Regions from separate parts of the Sus scrofa genome. Here regions 1 and 2 are each linked to region 3. The links are chromatin contacts, called in public Hi-C and HiChIP or PLAC-seq maps. All regions are on one chromosome and are shown on one strand. The core of a region is the stretch at or near the end of the contact, and the rest is flanking DNA. Distances in the headings are between cores, read along the strand shown. Region 1 overlaps BBX (HMG box transcription factor BBX). Region 2 holds the start of BBX (HMG box transcription factor BBX). Region 3 has its middle 140 kb from the start of CCDC54.

Region 1 (4,094 bases), core at 351-2,850, 310 kb after region 3:
ATTTGTTTCAATAGATACCATTTGTTTCAATTTAATTTTTATAGTTTGATTTCGAATAGTTATACCAACTTTGAGACAGGTGTAGTATTTAATGGCTAAAGAAAAAGTTTGTTGAAAAATTGCAATTTGAGGAGAAGCCAGAGCCTGTATTTCTTGAAGAAGGCATATAAAATGGATGGGGTTACAAACTGTGAACTTGCTTCTCTTTACTTTGGTTTTTCATTTAAAATGGGGTATGAAAAAAAAGTCATGAGGATAAGTAGGTAGAACTCCTTCCTACCCTCTCTTAAAGCAGTTGAATCCAGTGGTCCCTCTCTTTCTACCTTGACACAGCCTGTGAGGGAGGAATTATCATCTCCATTTTAGATGAGGGAATTGAGTCTCAGAAGCTCGGCAACTTGCCCAAGGTCATTCTTCTGATAAGTGTTGGAGTTGGCATTCCATTCCAGCTCATTCTAAGGAGGCCTGGCTCCTGCTTGCTCACCCCCTTACGCTGCCTCTGGTGCTTCTGGCCTGGCCTTTGTACCACTGCGTCCTGCCCTGTACCCAGTTTGATTTCTATTGAATTGTAACGGTGAAGTTATGGCCCAGGATAAAAGTATCTCTTCTTTCTTTGTCGAGTAGATTGCCATATTTACATTTGCTTCTTAACTATTTTTTAAATTATTCTAAGCAGATGGTAAACCTCTAAAGTTGAAAAAGTTAGTATTCTATAGTATTATCAGAGGTGAAATACCTGGTGATTTTACTTTTTAAAGAACGTTGTCATGCCACAACATAAAAAAGGAAATAGTTTTGGAATTCAGAAAATTTATATTCAAAGAGAATAATAGAATTTAAGCTCTAGAAGGGATATTGCAGATGATCTTGGAGAAAGCAAGGGCCAGATTGAGGAACTGGGACCCAGGCCGTGTGAGTGGTAAAGCTGGAACTAAGACGTTAAGATTTCTGGTTTGGAGTTTTGCTAAAGAAATCTACTTAGCTCCAAATGATGTAGAACATATTTTAGTCAGTTGATGGCACCATTTTCACAGCAGGAATATGTGACTTTTTTTGTGTGTATTGTTTATTAATGGCTAAAAAGGATTAAGGAACTAAAATGTTATATTTTTATAGTAGAGCTCATATTAACTTTGAAAGCATTTTATCATTGTCCTAGTTACTTCTTAATTGTTTAGTAGTATAACACACTTTTGGTAACTAGCAGATACTTACATGGCTTTGGTCTAGCTTCTTGTGTCCTGCGAAGACAGAATTTGCAAAACAATAACACATTGTTAAATGGCATGCCAGTTTATCAAATGCCATAAGTTAATTACAGTCTGGTCTTGGGAAAAACCATCCCAGCCTCATAGCAGCTCATCCTAATCTTAAACTAAAGAGCCTTTAAAGTTATTCTCAGGCTGTTATATTTTGTTCTATCCATGAAAATGTTAAACCTCTCATAGATGTTGATCAGAGGAAAGAAGTTTTAAAACCCTAAACCGTAATTTAGTTGTGAAAGAGTGATTTAATTGTGAAAGAGTGATTTAACTGATTTGTGTACTGTGACGCCTCATGGTGGCCTTATTAAGAAACTGCCATAGTGAAACAAAGACCGCATACCTCACATACCTTGTAACTGACTGAATCCCTTCCAATGTATGTGCAGTAAATATAGGTGAGTTTAGACCCTAGATAATATTTTTGAGGTTTGTTTTTAATGCTTCATTTGGGAGAAATTAACCCCTGCTCTGCAGGTCAGGGAGGAAGCTTTGTATGCTGGATCAGGGCATTGCTTCTGGGAGTTCACCTGCTTTCCTCCAATGTGGAATTTCCAAAGAACAAGAGCCAGGTAGTTGCCAGCAGCTGCTGGCCTCTGCTACTTCTTTGTGTAACTTAAAGGACATTCTTTTCTTGAAATACTCTATAGTTTCAGTTGTTGGAAAATTGTCATAATAGATAGATTTTGTTAGAACAAGACACTTTCCTTTTGGCAGGAAATTGTCATAATTAATATATAGAGCTATGCTCTCTGACGTGAATGGCGCCCCCTAGGGTTGTACACAGCACAGCTTGCGCAGCTGTACGTGGAGACCCTGCAGGCAGTTGTATCCGAGGAGATTATGTCTTTAGACATCAGATATTAAAACATCACGTCATAAAACTATAAATGTAGTCCTTAAATATAAAATGCTAGTTATTTATGAAATCGTTATTTGTTTTAGTTATAAACATAATAGAAGTTGTTTCTTTTGGAATAGAGTGGAGACGTTTCTTAACTTCTGCAGTGTACTGACAAGGCTCTACTATATTCTATTACACATCTCTTGGCCCACCCAATTTAATATATTTTCAAAGTTGGTCTGTCTTTAAAAGTTCTGATTAAAGAAGAAAATTTTTGACCTTTATGAAGGAGCTTTCCTTTATTAGATAGGTGCAGTAATAGCATGCAGAATGACTTTAAGCATCCACCTCTTTTATCCATCATTAAAAGTTAATTGTCACATCATATAAGTGCCCAACTTGATGGGATTTTTAACGTACCAAAAATTGGCAACCTGTGACGAGGAAAGTATGTTCTGTGAGGAGTTGAGAAGAGAATGAAAGGAAAAAGGGACTTTTATAAATCTTAAGTGGCAGCTAAATGGAAATAAAAGCTTTTAATTTTTGTGGGACTTTGGTGATTGCAGATCAGTACCTTATGTTTAGTTGAAAGCAGAAGTTTTCAGAAAGCAACTTATTTGCGATGAGGGAGGTCATTTGGGTGACTCCAGACTGTAGATGTTTACAGTTGCTGTCTTTGTGCTGGTCCATGGAATTATTTTCTTAATGGGAGCAGTAATTGCCTTTTTCATTCTTATATAAGGAGTAGCAATTGGTGGGATATTCAGCAGGAAACCCATTCCTATGTTTGTAGTCTGTGGTGCTTCCCTGGTTGAGTTTGAGTCCAGTAGGTAGTGATGATGCATTAAGTACCTAAAATCACAGTTGTGCTGGGTCCTTCATTCAGTTTGGTGACATGATTGTAAATTGCTAGGCTCCAAGCAAAGATTTTGAAATGTGCTCTCATACCAGTCCTCCTCACAGTTTGGGGGGATGGGCGTAAAGTGTTCTCGGTTTGTAAAAAGGAGAGTACTTGTTTACAGTAGCTTGAAGACGCTAATTGTTTCTAGTAGGAATATTACACTTGAAACCTCAAGGTAATCCTTAACTTCTATTTAGGTCCCACTGACTGGTCCCCCAGTGACCAGTTTTCTCACTCTAATACCTAACCTGACCAGAGCTTTCCTGCCAGTTTCCGGGTTTACAGTAGATTGATTTGATAATGTTAAATTTGTTTGAATTAGCCCCTTTTTGTCTGCCCTCTGAAGATCAGCTCTAAGGCCTGGGAGCCACTCAGCATCCAGATTTTGATTCCTCAACTCTTTAAATTTTCCCGAGATGACATTTGTTCTCTAGTCATTCCTGGCCATAAATGACTAGTTTTTAAATTTTATCTTTATTGTCGCCATAATTTTAGGTAATGTTAGTGTAGCTTAAGGACCGTGGTTTGTTTTTTAAAAAGTTTTTAAATTTAAGTATAGTTGATTTATAATGTTGTATCAGTTTCTGCTTTACAAAAGTCTGTAGTTTTTTAAAGCCCTCTGTCAGAACACTGGTTATTTCCTTACTTGATTGGCTAAGTAAAACTCAGATTTTTTTTTATGAGTTCGTGATACCTAGGGCCACATGATTAAATAAATCATTTTTGGGAGTTCCTGTCGTGGCCTAGCGGAAACAAATCTGACTAGCATCCATGAGGACGCAGGTTCCATCCCTGGCCTTGCTCATTGGGTTAAGGATCCCACATTACTCTGGCTATGGTGTAGGCCAGCAGCTACATCTCTGATTCCACCCCTAGCCTGGGAACCTCCATGTGCTGTGGGTGTGGCCCTAAAAAGACCAAAAAAAAAAAAAAATTATCAAGTGGGTTTAGTGATAAATCATTTTAGGAAATGTGACAAAATCATTTCATAACACATAATACAAATAATTTTTGCGAGAAACTTTTATCCTCTTTTGGATTTCATTTACTGTCTTTTTAGGTTATGATTATGAAAAAGATTTGGACT
Region 2 (3,863 bases), core at 1,346-3,845, 290 kb after region 3:
CCTAGCACATCAATCCTTCTCAATAAATAATTTGCAAAAGAATACTGAATGGTGGCTTATACTGCTACATAATGCCCAATAAACCACCAATATACAATATGTGTTAAAAAATGTGCCATTATCCAAATCTAAAGGCTCTGTGGACCCACCAGTTTTCCAATAGCAGTAATGACTTGCAACTAGTCATTTCTATGCACTTCTTTTTGCTTCCTTGCATCAGTCCTGGTCAGTTAGCACCATGTACTGCCAGAGGTCTCCAAACTTGACTGCAAAAACCCTGGGATATGTGCTAAGACTATAACATAGGATTATGGGAAGAAAATATCATATCACATTTAATTTTTATTTTTATCTGATTCTTTTTCATTTAGTTTTTGTGAGTGTATGCTTTGTAATAATAACTAATATATCTATGCAGTGGTGCATTTTTAAAACATGTACATAGATATACATATTGAGGATATACACTCAAACATTTTACTGATAGCAATATGTGATTTAGAAGTTTGAAAATGCAGTTTTAAATAATTCTGCTAAGTGTATTTCAACCAAAAAAAAATTTTGTGGCCATAAAGAAGTAGAGAATGTTTTCCTATAGTTGGGTCTAGGAGTAGGAGTGGGGAGCGGGCCTGTCTTTCATATTTTTCATAACGTGAATATTCTAGCAAATAATTCACATTTCACTCAGCAATTAAATATAGCAACTCGTGTTGATTTTTTTTTCCTCTTCAAAAAAGAGGACAGTGAAATCCCTGAGAAAGTTTTTTCTGACTTTTCCTCCATCTGCCTTTTGCCCCTGAAGTTTGTAATTTGGAAGAAAGGGCTGTTGAGTTATTCAAAACCTATGTTGGGTATTAAGAGTCCTGGGTTTAAGTTCCTTCTTCAATGGTATTCTGAGTAACCTTAAGCAATCCCATTTCTCTTATGGATAAAATAGAGATAATACTTAGCACTAACCTCAAGGCAGTGTGTAGAGTGGATAAAGAACATTTGTTCCTTCTGGCAACTAAATGCAGAGCATCATTAATATAACCTTTACTATTATAGGTTTAAAATGTGATTTTATATACTTATCTCTGTTAAAAATTATTTCCTTCTAAAAAATAAACATCACATTTCTAAATAACACCATTTGTTTTCTATACTTCATAAACTTAAATTTTCTCCATATCTGTTCCTGGTTCCCAGTCTTTCACACACAAGCACATACACACTCATTTGCTAACTTTATGGATGTGAGAGAAAAATCTCAAGATAACATCAAGGAAATAAAGAGGGATTTGAAATAAGTTCTCTTATCCAGTGTTCCTTTAAGTTTTAAAGCTACACATCTAGTCCATAAAATCCTAATGTTTATTTAATCATCAAAATGTTTGTGTTTAAGAATAATTCACAGACTCTTAAATCAGAAAGAACCATAAGAAAACATCTAGGACCTATGATAATGCCTGGTACACAGTAGATGCTGAATAAACATTTAATGAAGGGAAACTAGGGGAAGCTTCTTATTTTAACCTTATAAGAAAAAATGAAAACAAAACCTCAAACCAAATCTGAGAGTTAAAGAGGCTAAATTAGTTGCTCAAGATTGTTTAGCAAGTTTGAGAGTTGGGTCTAGAATTTATTTCTCTTAGTTTCCAGCTAAGGCTTTTCCTCAGCAACCTGTTGACTTGTTTATGTAGGACTGTCAAATATAAACTGTTAAAGATGCATCATAGAAAGAAAAATTAGAAATAAGTGTCCTTGGGGTCACCATCTCCCAAAGTCATCCAACATGAGATGTTCACATATGACTTGAAGTAAAGTAAATATCATATATAAAATATCAAAAATATAGATCTTGCATATATTGATTCAAAAGGCCTATTTTGAAGGAAAAGGGTCAACAACCAATCTTCCACGACTTAGTCTACTTTTCGGTACTGTTTGTATGCCCACACAGGTGATTTGCAGTCCTCTGATCAGCTACAAGTAGAGTCACTATTTCAGCAAAATGTTTATCTTTGTTTCTGGGTACCGTTGTGTTGATTTTTCTCAATTTACCTACGAATGAAGCATCAACAACCTCAATGTATTACAGTCCTAATAAACTTATCTTGCACTATTTTGGCCTGTGTGATAGCTAACCCATTGATAAAAGAATCCAAGCTGATTAAAAGCCTTTCCTGGCCACTTGTTAGCCAAGTCAGGCTGTAGAATCATAACACAATGCACGCCTCTTCCATGGGGCACCACAAGGCAACGATTAAAAAAAAAAAAAAAAAAAAAAAACCCTCACTTCCATATCCAGTGGAGTTGTAGTTTATTACTATAACCCTCCCAAGTCAAAAGGACACCAGTTTCAAGCCTTGCAACTTGGTGCAGACAGGGTTTTTGCCCCTCAACCCACTCTGCTGGGCCTCTCTACCTGTCCTCTCCTACTGTCTACAGGTCCCGAACATTAGAAAATAGAAAATGTGATGATCTTTGTGTGTCTCTGTAAAATGTGTGTATGTGTGCGTGTGTTTGGGTGTAACGGGTCTTCTGTTTGGCCGCGCGGCCTGTCCGTCACGGCACGGGCCAATGGCAGGCTGCCTTATATAAAATGAGTGTTTTCAGTCTCTCCGGGTTGCATGTACTGTATGTGGAGCAGTGTACAGTGAAGCGGAGGCAGAGCGGCTCAGCGAGCTCCTCTCCACTTTCCCATAGAGAACCCCTGACTGGCCGCTGAGGGCGAGCCACACACACGCCCTCACGCCCCGCGAGCCCGCGAGGTAAGAGCCCCCCATTCCCAGCCCTTCCCGGGCGCTCTCCCCTCACTTTCTGTTTTCCTACTCACTTGCGAGCCGCCGGGCTGCAGCCCCAAGGACTCCGCGGCAGGAGCAGCGGCGGCGGCGGCGGCGGCAGCCGGTAGGCTGGACTTGAGGAAGACGGAGGGAACCCCGCGCGTCCGGAGCCGCCGCCAGCCGGCCCGCTCCCCGGGCACTTTCCCCCTCCGCCAAAACTTTGGGTCGGGAGAGGTCGGGGGCGAGGGTCGCGGCGGCCGCGCCGGCGGGGGGCGGGGGGCGCAGAGGCAGTGCCCTGCGGGCGGGAGGCTGGGGGCCGGGCTGGGGAGTAGTAGGCCAGCCGGTGCCAGGCTGCGTTTGCAACCAGCACCTCTCGGCACACAGGCAGCGCCGCCCGAGAGGGGCACGGGAGCCGGGGCGCAGGCAGGAGCAGCCCGAGGAAAACAACAACAGAGCCCTCATGCCGGCGGGCGGCTCGTGGCCGCCCGGGGAGCCCCAAACTTCATCTCGGCGAAAGTACGTGGAGCCCAGCCTGGGCTCGGCTGCCGGGGAGGTGGGGCCTGGGGAGTCGGGGCAGGGGAGGAAGGTACGAGGAGCCAACCCTCAGTGTATTTATTGAACGTTTCGTGTGCGTCGGTGACCGGGAACAGCAGCCCAGTTGCTCGTTCATCTGGAGAGTTGGGATTTGGGTGTTCCGGCCCCGGAGATCGGTGCCCTCTCACCCCCCCACCCTTAACCAAATGCGCGGCGAGTAGAGAAAGTGCTGTTTTAGTGCCAGAGTGGCTAGGAGGAAGAATAGGGAGAGAGGGGGAAGAGGGCGAGGGAGAAGGGGAGAGAGAAGAGGGAGGGAAAGCCGGCGCGGGGGGGGGGGGGGGACGAGAGGGAGAGAGAGAGAGAGAGAGAGAGAGAACCAGAGAGAACGGGGGAGAGAGAACGAGAGAACGGGAGGGAAGAGAGGAGGGGGAAGAGGAGGAGGGAGGCTGTGTCAGGATTTTGCTTGAATGTGGGATTATGTTGTGTCAATAAGTTTAAGGTGGAGAGGGCGAAGCTGGGGGTGGTGGTGGTGGAGGGGAGGAGGAAGGCCTTGGCTGTTTAAAG
Region 3 (4,119 bases), core at 1,175-3,674:
AAAAATTCTTAAGGTTTGCCTTTATTTCCACTTTGAACTTAATTTTCTTTTAAATTAAGCAATCTAATTTTGAAAACAACCTACAACAAATAAACCTAGCTGTATTAACTGCATTTAGCACTTTAACAATTCATTCTAACATTAGTACTGTTATTTTGAAACTATTATACATATTACGGGAAAAAGTAAGCAATTATGTTAATATTATTAGGAACCATGCTTTTCAGCAGAAAAGAAATGCAATGTAAATTAAGCTAAGTAAAAAATTCTATAATCTTTCACTAAAGTTGGAATATCAGCACAAATTTACGATTAACTACTCTTTCTTTGGAAAAACCACATACTTCCTATTACTTGTATTGAAATGCCTGAGAAGTAACAAGTTTTTCAGCCATGAACATCCTTATGTGCACAGATTGTGGTCATAAATACCATTTGCACTGAAAGCAATGAAGACTCCTTTAAGAAATGGCTGATTCTAGGTCTGGAGCAGTAAATGAAACTGTTCTAATGACACTAGAACTCTGAAAGTGTCCAAAAGCAAGGAAGCTATCAAGACATCTGAGGTTGTCAAATGAACACAGAAGCCAGAGACAGGAAATTTGAGCTTTAAAAAGAATAATCACTGGTATTATATAAAAGTATAAATAGAAATGCTGATAAAATCAATGCAAAACCAGAAGCAATAGGAGATTCAATAGGAGAGCAGGATCAAAATTACATATAGAAATCAATGTCTTCATATATTAAGCAATAAACAGTTACAGAGGAAACAGAGATGACCCCATTTACATTACCAATAAAAATGAAAAAATATCCTAGGGGTAAACTTAAAAAGAACTGTGCAAAACTTACACAAGAAAAACTTTAAAGCTTTCTCTAAAGGTGCAAAACTAGGACTTGAATAAAAGGAAAAATAAATCTTGCTAGACAACTGAATAATGTAAAATTATAAATTAATGCCAATTTTGAAACTATTCTTTGTGGAGCCAGATTATACAGTTTGCATGGGAAAAAAAAATAAGCAAGATTACCCAAAAAATAGGAAATCAAAATAAGAAAACAGCAATGAGGCAGGCCTAGCTCTACCAGATATTGGAAATATTATAGTTTCTATAATTGAAACAATGTAAGATTACATGTGAGTAGACAAACAGATCAATGGAAGAAAATAGAAAATACAGATATAGAGCCAAGTACAATGTGGGAATTATGTGATAAAAGTGGCATCTCAAATCACTGGAAGATAAATGGTTGTTCTAAATTTTTTTTTTTTTTTTTTTTTTGTCTTTTTGCTATCCGTACGCCAGAGCCACAGCAACGCAGGATCTGAGCCGCATCTGCGACCTACACCACAGCTCACGGCAACACCGGATCATTAACCCACTGAGCAAGAGCAGGGACAGAACCTGTAACCTCATGGTTCCTAGTCGGATTCGTTCACCACTGCACCACGACGGGAACTCCCGGTTGTTCTAAAATTTAAAAAAAAAAAAAAAAAAAAAAGATACAACATCACCTAAGTGGAATTCCAGCCAAAACCAAAACAAACAAAAACTTCAATGTGAATTTTACAAGGAGGATCAATATGAGTATCCAAATTGAAGGATATTTTGGAAAACCACTGGCCTGAACTTTCCCAAAAAGCCACTGCCAGAAAACAAACCAAAAATGCCGAGGAAGTAATCTAAATTGAAGGAAACTAAAGGGACTTGCTAACAAAAATCAATACGCGATTCTTGTTAAATCCTGGATTTTTATATTTTACAAACAACACTAGGGTAAGCAAAGATTTGGGCTGGTGTGGGGGAGGGGCGATCAGAAATTCTAACATGGACTGTATATAAAGCATAGTAATGTAATAAGATTTAATGGATTCCGACTCCTTATGACTGATACAATTCCTAAGACACAGCACTGTGACCCTACAGTTCAGTAGTCCTCAACTGGAGTCACTTCGCCCTGCCTTCCACCTCACATTTTTGACAGTGTCTGAAAACATTTTTTGGTTGTCATAGTTGGGGAGGAAAGGGAAGGTTATTACTGGCATCTACTATGTAGAGGTCGAGAGTGCAACTAAGCATTGGAAATGCACAAGACAGTCCCCCTAACCTCACAACATAGAATCGTCCTCCCCCAAATCAATAGCGTCGCGACAGAGAAACCGTGATGTAGCAGAAGCTTTCATTCTTAGGAGATAGTACTGAGATATTGGCTGAATTAAATTGTCTTTTGCGCAGATCAAATATCGGTAATATTTAAGGGTGAAGGGTTATGGTGTTCACTACTAACTCTCAAAATTGTTCAGCAAAAGACGCAGTACAAGTTCTTCCGCCCTGCTTCCCCCCGCCCTCGGTACCCAAACAGGGTCGCTCCCCCCGCCCCCCTGCGGACTGACCCGCGGAGCCTGCGCGGTGGGAGGATCTTGCGAGCACAGCTGCGCAGGCGCCGGGCAGCAGCCGCACCCACGCGGCGCTTCTCCAAAAGTTACAGATGCGCGAGCCGACCTCGCAGTTCCCGCGGCTCTCTACAGCAGAGAAGAGAAGAGAAAACGCGGCAGGGCGCTCTGTTGGCTTCTCCAGGAGTGACTGTGCTGCTTTCCAAGATGAAACCTCCCTTCCTTTGCAGTTCGCTGAGAGCTTCAGTGACCCTCGCTCATCCTTTGGAGCCCTCTGCCAGGACGAGCCAGTTGTGTGTGGCTACTGGTGCCTGACCATTCCTATCCTGGCTGGAGTCTCCAGAGGTGAGTTTTTACTCTCTCCTCAGTGGATTCTGACTTCCTGTGTCTGACGAGCCTGGGCAGTACCACATCTCCTGATACCACTGAGCAAAAGTGCCCCTGCGGACCCATTCCACACCCAGCTCCTCCAAGAGCTTACCCAGGTAACATTTTAAAATACCTTAAAATTTTATCAGCCTAGAGTTTCTTAATCAAGGAGTTGGCAGAGTTTTTCTGTAAAAATCCAAGTAAAAAATATTTTAGGATTTGCAGTCCAGGAACAGCCTCTGTCGCTTGTCTTTTGTTTGTTTGTTTTGTTTTGTTTTTAACAACCTCATAAAAATTAAAAAACAAAACACTTAGCTTCTGGCTTCACAAAAACATGGGGAGTTACAGTAATTAGACTACAGTCTTTCAATTTATTCAGCATGGAGGTAGGGTGGTCCCTGGTCTGACTACAGTTTTGCAGGACCCTGGTTCCAGGAGGACTACAACCCTGCCCTGGCCACTCTCCCCCTTCTTTACTGGGATTGTAACCCCCTACCCCTCGGGTTTACAGGGCCCCACCTACTGATGGTCCCTACCCCAGCACTTCTCTTCTTCCCTACTGAAAGACCGGGCCCGTTTTTTGAGTTCCTGGCAAGGCTGCCCAGAAGCCCCCAGATCTCTACTCTAAAATGGCAATCCCTTCCTATCTGAAAGCAAAAACCAAAGTCCTTACATTGTGACTAAATTAGTATTAAACCTAATACAAGATCTAACACAATTGTATTTTTATAGCATTTTTTTCTACTGATAAAGGTAATGTATGTCCACTATAGTAATTGGAAAATACTGAAAATTGTATACCAGAAAATAAAGATTCAGCATCATCCCAATCCACAAAAACTATCAAAATGTTTATGTGTTCTTTTAGTCTTTCTTTTCAATCCTTACTAATAGGACAACTTACTGAACTGGATTTCTGAAAAATGTTTAATAAACTTTTGTTGAAGTACAAAATCCAGAAAAGTAGTCAAACTGTAAATGTACAGTTCAAGAAACTTACACAGACTAACACAAACATACCCTTGCAGCCACCACCCAGATCAAGAAATAGAGCATTGCCTAGCTCTTCCAGCCCCCTTCCCGGTTAGAGGCACCTTCTCAAATATAACCATTGTCTTATCCTTGATACATAGATTAGTTTTGTCTTTTCTTTAATTTCACATGAAATGCATTATTCAAAAATACTATCTGTAGTATTTTTATTTCATTCCATATTACATTTGAGATTCATCCATTATTGTTACATGTAACAGGTCTGTACTTTATTTTATGCTGCATGGCATTTAATTGTATGACTATACTGCAATTAATCATTTATACTGTTTTTTTCAATTTCAGCTATATTGAAATAT

Evidence for each region. Hi-C and Micro-C count contacts between places; a contact is called where the count stands out from the background. HiChIP or PLAC-seq counts read pairs in DNA pulled down with a chosen protein or histone mark.
Region 1: a contact with region 3 is called in a Hi-C map of epiblast stem cells, with 1.8 times the contacts expected there. The contact joins two enhancer-like sites. A contact is called at or near these places in 3 of 47 Hi-C or Micro-C datasets (embryonic fibroblasts and epiblast stem cells).
Region 2: an H3K27ac HiChIP or PLAC-seq map of skeletal muscle shows a contact between it and region 3, with 3 times the contacts expected there. The contact joins the promoter of BBX here to the enhancer-like site in region 3. A contact is called at or near these places in 2 of 5 promoter capture datasets (fetal skeletal muscle and liver), 10 of 47 Hi-C or Micro-C datasets (alveolar macrophages, embryonic fibroblasts, heart right ventricle and 5 more) and 2 of 2 datasets of contacts at active chromatin or transcription factors (alveolar macrophages and skeletal muscle).

Annotation. Positions count from the first base shown.
Region 1 is chr13:151,979,072-151,983,165 of Sscrofa11.1, reverse strand. The region is part of intron 2 of BBX (HMG box transcription factor BBX); the gene reads left to right. Among named protein-coding and RNA genes, the nearest start is that of BBX, 24 kb to the left of the region's middle. Within about 2 kb of position 1,600, at least 5 of the 83 cell types and tissues checked have an H3K27ac peak or open chromatin away from gene starts, as enhancers often do. A contact at or near this core is called in epiblast stem cells, where this site is marked.
Region 2 is chr13:152,003,810-152,007,672 of Sscrofa11.1, reverse strand. BBX (HMG box transcription factor BBX) reads left to right here and starts at 2,595. Exons shown (of 18, transcript XM_021070469.1): 1 at 2,595-2,753.
Region 3 is chr13:152,294,161-152,298,279 of Sscrofa11.1, reverse strand. No RefSeq gene overlaps it. Among named protein-coding and RNA genes, the nearest start is that of CCDC54, 140 kb to the right of the region's middle. Within about 2 kb of position 2,424, at least 49 of the 83 cell types and tissues checked have an H3K27ac peak or open chromatin away from gene starts, as enhancers often do. A contact at or near this core is called in alveolar macrophages, embryonic fibroblasts, epiblast stem cells and 5 more, where this site is marked.